Linked DNA regions of Sus scrofa: region 1 is linked to region 2. A link is a contact called in public HiChIP or PLAC-seq data. All regions are on one chromosome and are shown on one strand. The core of a region is the stretch at or near the end of the contact, and the rest is flanking DNA. Distances in the headings are between cores, read along the strand shown. Region 1 holds the start of CRIPT (cysteine-rich PDZ-binding protein). Region 2 holds the start of MSH2 (mutS homolog 2).

Region 1 (3,793 bases), core at 34-2,533, 760 kb before region 2:
AAAATTTTACTTTCTCTCTCTCCCATCTCTATATATCTATTTTATGTATGCATGTATTTACAAATTATCTAACAGAGAGCTTATATGTAGTATTGACTAATGTTAAGTAAGGAGTCCACGTGTCACACTGTGGTGACTAGTCCAGAATAAAACCCCATATATATACACACACATATATGTGTACGTGTGCGTATATATAAAAGGGTAAAAGGGCAAATCCAGGCCTTATCCTAACACTCTCATTTATTCACACTATATTTTTCAAAAGAAAATACATTACTGATAAGGAAAAAGACTAGCAGAGATTAGTAAACATTGCAAGCTACCAAGGTCCCAAGTGCTAAAGCCATTTCAAACCCTAGCTAACCTTTTTGATGATATAGATATATACTAGGAGGTATGAATGGCAAGAAAGGAGAAAGGAAATCTTTCTCACCGGTCCTATCTTCTTCTGGGCCACCCTCAAAATCCCAATTGACAGGAGCAGATTTGTACATAAGACAGTGAGCAATACACAAACTTAATGCTGCGTGAATGAGTGAATGAACGAAGAGTAGGTGCAGAGTTGCCCTTCCTGAGAAACCAGCCTTATATTAGGCCTTGGAGAGCTCAGGAGGACTTCCGCCAGGTGCCCCCTGGGGCAGCTATTGCCCAGGTGCCCGTGGTCTGACCTGGCCCAGATCCTCAAGCCTTGCAGCGGAAGAGAGGGCCATTCTGAAAGGCTCCTGGAGGCGCCTTCGCGGGAATCGTGGGACCGTAATCTCCAGCCCCATCCCAAACTGGGTCGCTGCGGACTCTGCCCAAGCCCCAGCCGACTGTGGGCAGAAAGGGACAAGCTGAGAAGCATAATCAAAGAGCACAGGCGTAAAGACCAAGAGAAACGGCGGGACAAACACAGAAAGTCGGAACTGAAAAAGAGCCAGTTCATCGGGGCAGCCCCTGGGTCACGCCGGAAGGGCGGCGCTCGAGGGGCCCGCGGGCAAGGGCCTATTGGTAGCAGAGATTTCCGATCAGTTGGGCAATTGGCGGGGGTGGCTTGCAGCCGCTGGAGGCTCGTGCGCCGGGAGCGTCCGGCTGGGCTTACCTAACTCTCCCGCTCGCGGAAGAGAACGGGAGGGCTACTACCTCCCACCATCAGGTGCAACTCGCCGCCCTGAGTCTCGCGCAGGCGCAGGCCAGCAGGGCGGAGACCGAAGGCCTCACAACCAATCGCAGAAGTGGAGAGGTGGGCCAAGAAGGAAGCCCCGCCTTCCCGCTCTCCTTTATTCCTCCCGCGGCTTTCCAGGTGTAGAATAGGCGGGGCGGAGGATCCGGAAGTGGACTTTCATAACCCGGAAGGGGAGTGTTTTCTCAGCTGTGGTGTTGATGGTTTCCAGCTCCCGATCCTACTGCGACTGAGGGAATCGTCGCGAAAGGATGGTGTGCGAAAAATGTGAGTTAAGGAAACTCTTCTGCGGGAGAAGAAGGCTGGGACAACCTAACTGGAGTTCCCCGGGACTTTATTCCTTTGTTTTTACTTTGGCCACAAGTCTCTGATTCTAGCCTCTGTTCTGTCCTGCCCTTTGACCATTCCTGCCTCTCCATCGACCGTATAGTCCTCCGTTTGTTGCATTCAGGGTGGTCTCCTTGTCTGTTTTGCACCTCCTTGTCTGTTTCCATTGTTTTCGTTCAACCCCTGAGCTTCTTGACTGGCTCCCTCATTTCAGAGCTTCAGGTTGAAATGGATCTTAAAAGTCGCTTCCACAGCAACTGGAGTTGCTAGGTTTAGCAAATAAAAGTACTGGACGCCCAGTTAAATTTGAATTTCAGGTAAACCAAGAATAATTTTTAGTGTGCGTCCTATGCAATATTTGAGATTTGGCTCTGTTTGCTGCTCCTTACTGCTGTAAAGCAAGGCACTTACTTTTAGGACATTGTCTACTGAAAAAGTATTCATTGTTTATTTGAAATTTAAATCTAACTTTTGGCGCAGGGTTCCATACCTGGCCCAGGAACTTCCACATGCTGTGAGTGCTTAAATGGTCCTTGAACGAATACCCAGAGTATTGAGGAATGGTGGCCGGTGTGTAGGAGAATCTCACCACCTTGGAAGCAGTCCGTGTTGATTTTACTGGCTTTTAGAAAGGTCTTTCCTTCTTCTAGTTGCCGTCCAGTAATTCTAATACCACCCTCTGAGATTTGATATTTTTGCTCCCACAAACTGGTTGTGTATTTAAAAAGAGCAGTCTTATTCCCGTTTTCCTGAGTCTAAACATGTCCTCTTAATTTGATTATCGTCAGTTTGATTATCATCTAATTAACTTGATCCATTTCGTTTACCCCCCCCCCACAGTATATAAAGCCTTATAGCTTTGAACACAGAATTTGAATCACAGTTTTCAGATTAGGTGAAAGAATGACCATGACAGTTACTTTAATACATTCTCAAGGTGCAGAGAATAATTTGGGATTTCTGTATCTGGAGACTGGCATTCAGGATGACCCTCTACAATGAGGCCACATCTTACCTTTTTAACTTTATTTTCACTAACCCTTACCATCTTTACAGTTCAGCCAAGCCAAACTATTTTGCCTGACTGCATGTACCTCGAGTTCTCCACGCCTTTTATCAGGATGTGTCCTTTATCCAGTTTACCTTCATCCTCCTTTCTCCTTTTTCTTCATGGTCTCATTACCACAAACCCTCTCTACTGCCTTCTTCACAAAGCTTTCCTGGATTTCCCTAGTCAAGGTTATTTCTTCCTCCATGGAATGTATCTTAGTACTTCAGCTCTTAACATACTGTTTACTTTCAGTTGAATAATGCTAAACTTTTGTTGTTGTTCTCGGAGCCCTTTGAGAATGTGACAAAAGCTGTGGACTTAACAGAGTCTATTAAAAAAAAAATGGATATACAGAGGTTTGTGTTCAGTTTCATCTTGTTCATGTATTTCCTAAGGTCCACATGTGAAAACTCAGGTTAAGAACTGTTGTTAGAGATAAATCAGTATGATGTAAACTCCTTGAAATCTAGAGCCTTATCTAATTCATTTTATTTTTCTCTGTACTTTGTACAATGGTTTATATATCACTGATATTTAGTAAATGAACAGATTTATCAGATTTGTTTAAAGCATTAATGTACAGAAACAAGCCTATTATAGGCCATACTATTATCCACAGATTTGACTGAGAGTCAGTTATCCATGGCCCACAATTAGTATCATAAGTCTCAGTTCACTGGCCCCAAGCCTCAGCAATAACAGATTTGTATGTAATATGAATATTAATACCATTGTAAACTTAAGGCACAATGTAGTGTATTTATTAGATAGTAATGCTAACCCCCCCCCACTTTTGTTATCTTGTTATAACAGGTGAAAAGAAACTTGGTACTGTTATCACTCCAGATACATGGAAAGATGGTGCAAGGAATACCACAGGTATTTTTCCTTTTAGAACATAGAAATTAAATCAGATACTTCCTGTGAATAATGTTTTAGCTTTTACATTATTTGTAAAATGTTGTTAAGCATACAGCATATTTCATCTATTAAATATTAAAGAATACTGGACATTCCCCCCCACAACAATTTAATAACTTCATCTCCTTAGTTTTCTTAGTGACATGTCAGGGTTCCTAATTTGGTAGTCAGGAAATAGAGATAATTGAATGATTTTTAAGCAATGAGTATATCATAGTAACTGATTTGGTTCAGCCTAACTAGAGTTATTATTATTATTTTTTGTTTGTTTGTTTTTTGTCTTTTTGCCTTTTCTTGGGCTGCTCCAAGGCATGTGGAGGTTCCCAGTC
Region 2 (3,966 bases), core at 775-3,274:
AGGGCATAAATTTCCCTTTGTGAAGGTATTTCCCCTGAACCATCACCAGAAATGGAGCAAAAAGAAAAACAAACAGGCATGTGAAACAGGAAAGGGGACAGATGCACTGACACTCAAGGCCACGTTATTACATAGAAGTGGTTATTGTGGAGTTCCCACTGTGGCGCAACTGGATTGGTGACATCTCCTCTGGAGCACTTCGATTCAGGTTCAATCCCCAGCCTGGCACAGTGGGTTAAGAGCTGGCATTGCCACAGCTGTAGTGTAGGTCGCAACTGCAGATCAGATCTGACCCCTAGCTGGGGAACTCCATATACTGCGGAGAGACCAAAAAAAAAAAAAAAAGTGGTTATTTTGATGCAGAACTCATTCATTTACAAACATTTCCTGTGCACCTAATACGTGCCAGGCCCTCTGGTGCACAGATGGTTAAGCTTACAGAGTCTGGAACTCTAGCTCTATCACTTACCATTAGCTCTGTGACCTTGGGCAAGCCACTTCACATCTCCAGGTTTCAATTTCCTCATTGTAAAATAAGAGTAACAATAGCTCCCAACATTTAGAGTTGTGCAGATTAATAAAACAGTAAGCACATGTAAAAATAGTCAATAAGTGCTAACGAACATTAGCCATTAATATAAATGAACATACTCATCTATGCTCTTTCCAGGTGTTTAGTAAGAGAGATAGGCGAACAGATATGTCTAAACCAATGCTGCAAATATTATAATAGAGATGTAACTACAATGGTACTCCAGAAGGTAACAGAACCAATTACACCTGGGGGACTGCAGGGCAGGGCCCTTCCAGAGCAGAGGGACAAGTCTGTGTTGGAGCCACATGTGTTGAAAGGGAAGGAAGATGATTGCTCCAGATCAAAGAGTTGGGGTAAGAACAGGGGGCACTGCAGGGAGTGGGAAATATAGTCAGCAGTCAAATGGTTCAAACTTCCTCTACTTCTGAAGCTATTTGAATTTTAACAGGCCAGTGGTCCAGAGCGTCCAGGGAGCTTTCTTGAAACATCTCAAGACCCCATCTTCCAAAATTCCAACCCATTATATGTGGGCGGGGCCCCAGAACGCCTCTGAAAAGCCCCCAGGGTAATTGTGCTGCTGAATCAGGGTTTGGGGACTGCTTTTCTGGGTGGATGGTGAGCCAAACAGGAGAGTGCAATAGCTTTTGTAAGGCAGCTTACTATGCAGGACATATTCTGATCTCCAAGTCTTTGTTCAACATTAAAAAACAAAGAACAACAACAAAAAACACTGATCCATTTTTATTTTTCACCTAAACACGTTATCTTCTAACAGTTTACTTGCTGCAAGTTTACTTAGTGTATTATCTGAATCCATTCATTAGAATATAAGCTCAACTAAGGCAGTGGCTTTTTTCTTTCCTCAGATCCTAGAAGTCTGGAACACAGTAGGTCTTAAGTTTTTGATTGAATGAATCAATTAAGGAACGGACGACATGAGAATTAGGCTAGTACGGAGCAGTAGGGAGGTTGTGGAGAAGAAACCTCTAATATTGATGTAGGCAGTTTTGCCTGAAAAGGAAAAGGGACGCGATTGGAGAGAGGGGCACAGGTCTAAAAAAAATACCGATAGAGTGGAAGGCTAGGTTTTCCTTGTTTTCAAGTTTCTTTCTGATTTCATGCTCTTGCTTCCGGGGCAGATAATATATTCAAAACCTGCCAGAATGTCCCACCTGGTCTTCTAATCTAGTTATCTCTCCACCTGGTTCCTTGCTCAAGCACGGAGAAAACCCGGAGAACTGAACTCTTTAAAGGATGGGCTTCTGGCAGGGTCGGCGCTCGACCTAGGCTCAAGCATGCGCAGTAGACAGAGTCACCAGCGTGCGCGGGAAGCTGGGCCGCGTCCGATTATGATTGGCTGTCACGGCGCACTCCCACCCACCGAAATACAGCGCTGAATGCTGATTGGGTACCTCCGCAGAGGCTGGACGCCGCACGGGGGGCGAGGGAGGGGAGGCGGGAAACAGCTTAGTGGGTGCGGGGTCGTGCAGTTCCCTCAGGCTGTTGGCAGAGAGATTCCGAAATGGCGGTGCAGCCGAAGGAGACACTGCAGCTGGAGAGCGCAGCCGAGATCGGCTTCGTGCGCTTCTTCCAGGGCATGCCTGAGAAGCCGACCACCACGGTGCGCCTTTTCGACCGGGGCGACTTCTACACCGCGCACGGCGAGGACGCACTCCTAGCTGCCCGGGAGGTGTTCAAGACCCAGGGGGTGGTCAAGTTCATGGGGCCGGCAGGTGAGGGCGCGGACCGCATGGGCTCTGGGGGAACCCCGCGGAGGGGGCTTCTTTCAGGAAGTGGGAGGTGGGGAGGCACTGGGGCGGGGACTTTGGCGCTTCGTGGGGCACTGCGCTTGCTCCTGGTCGAGTGGGGCGCCACCCACCGTCTGCCCTGGGTCTGCCCCTCTGCAGCTGTCCTGAATGGGAACTATAACAATCACTAGGTTGCCAGGCTTCGAGGCGTTTTAACACATTGTTCTATTTAATTTTCCTGCAGCTGGCGTGGGTGTCTGCTTCTCGGCCCGGGCCCCTCCTTGGCCCAGGGGAATCTCATCGCACACCGCCGCCAAACCTCTTTATCACAAATTCCATTCCAGGAGTGAGATTTAGAATAGAAGGGGTTTGGGAAGACCGTTTTATGTCACCAACGTGATTTTGCTTGTTGGGCGAATGTGGTTTATACCGCCCTTCAGCGCAGGGTTCTGTAGTGTCTGCTGTTGATAGGCGGTATCGCCAGGTGGTCAGGACCTCGGACCCTGGAGCCAGATTGCCTAGAGTCAAGTTGCGGCCCCTCCACTTACTAGCTGTGTGGCCTCGGGCTAGTCCAGTATGTCTGTGCTTCCTCTCGGCATTCAGTGCCTTCCATGACCCGTCCTTATGTTTCTAACATCTCTCTCCCTGGAAAGCTACAAACTTCTCAGCCTCTGTGAGTTAGATGTTCTCGATGTTTTTGTTAATCTTTTTTTTCCCCTGCCTGCGTTGTGATAATGGAATGAACATTCTAGGAGGAATAAGACATAGTACTGCCTCTGCCACATGCAGATGGGATGTTACTGACAAAAGATGTTCTTTCATTAGGTAGACATTCATTGAGTGCTGCCGGTATCAGGCAGGGTTATGGACACCAGGGGTACCTAGATGGAAAGGCAGTACCATATCCCCGCCTTCACAGAGCTCCCCCTAGTGGAGAGCAAGGCAGAAATAATTCCAATTCCAGGTCAAGAACTGTGGAGGATGATCCACAGCAAGTTGCTGAAGAGGCATAGAGGCAGGATTGCCCATGACTGGGCATGACGGGAACTGCGGGAGTTCCTGTTGTGGTGCAGTGGGAAACGAATCCCATTAGTATCCGTGAGGATCCAGGTTTGGTTCCCTGGCCTCGCTCAGCGGTTTAAGTATCTGGTGTTGTGAACTGTGGTCTAGGTCGCAGACGTGGCTTGGATCTGGCGTGGCTGTGGCGTCGGCCGGCAGCGGTAGTTCCCATTACACCCCTCGCCTTTGGACTTCCATATGCCAAGGGTGCGGCCAGAAAAGCCAAAAGAAAAAAAAAAAAAGGCATTATATGAAGGCTAAATTTCATTTGAGTCCTGAAGGAAACCCTGTATCCATTGGCAGTCAATTCCCCTTTTCCACCTGTCTTCTAAACCCAGGCAACCACTAATCTGCTTTCTGTCTCTAGATTTGCTTATAATATTGGTCTTTTGTGAATGACTTCTTTCACTTAATTTTTTCGTTTTTATTTTTGTGTTTTTTTTTTTTTTTTTTTTTTAAGGGCTGCTCTTGTGACTTGTGGAAGTTCCCTGGCTAGGGGTCATATTGGAGCTGCAGCTGCTGACCTATACCACAGCCACAGTGACACAGGGTCCAGGCCTTGTTTGTGACCTACACCGCGGTTCATGGCAGCACCAGGATTGAACCCTCGTCCTCTTGGACACT

The links. HiChIP or PLAC-seq counts read pairs in DNA pulled down with a chosen protein or histone mark.
Region 1: a contact with region 2 is called in an H3K27ac HiChIP or PLAC-seq map of alveolar macrophages. The contact joins the promoter of CRIPT here to the promoter of MSH2 in region 2. A contact is called at or near these places in 2 of 47 Hi-C or Micro-C datasets (embryonic fibroblasts and subcutaneous adipose tissue) and 1 of 2 datasets of contacts at active chromatin or transcription factors (alveolar macrophages).

Annotation. Positions count from the first base shown.
Region 1 is chr3:93,923,406-93,927,198 of Sscrofa11.1, reverse strand. CRIPT (cysteine-rich PDZ-binding protein) reads left to right here and starts at 1,283. Exons shown (of 6, transcript XR_002342732.1): 1 at 1,283-1,432; 2 at 3,357-3,422. It overlaps PIGF (phosphatidylinositol-glycan biosynthesis class F protein), which reads right to left and starts at 1,313. Exons shown (of 6, transcript XM_003125167.6): 1 at 1,085-1,313. It also overlaps a transcript of SOCS5 not described here.
Region 2 is chr3:93,161,614-93,165,579 of Sscrofa11.1, reverse strand. MSH2 (mutS homolog 2) reads left to right here and starts at 2,024. Exons shown (of 16, transcript NM_001195357.1): 1 at 2,024-2,268. The coding sequence starts at 2,058.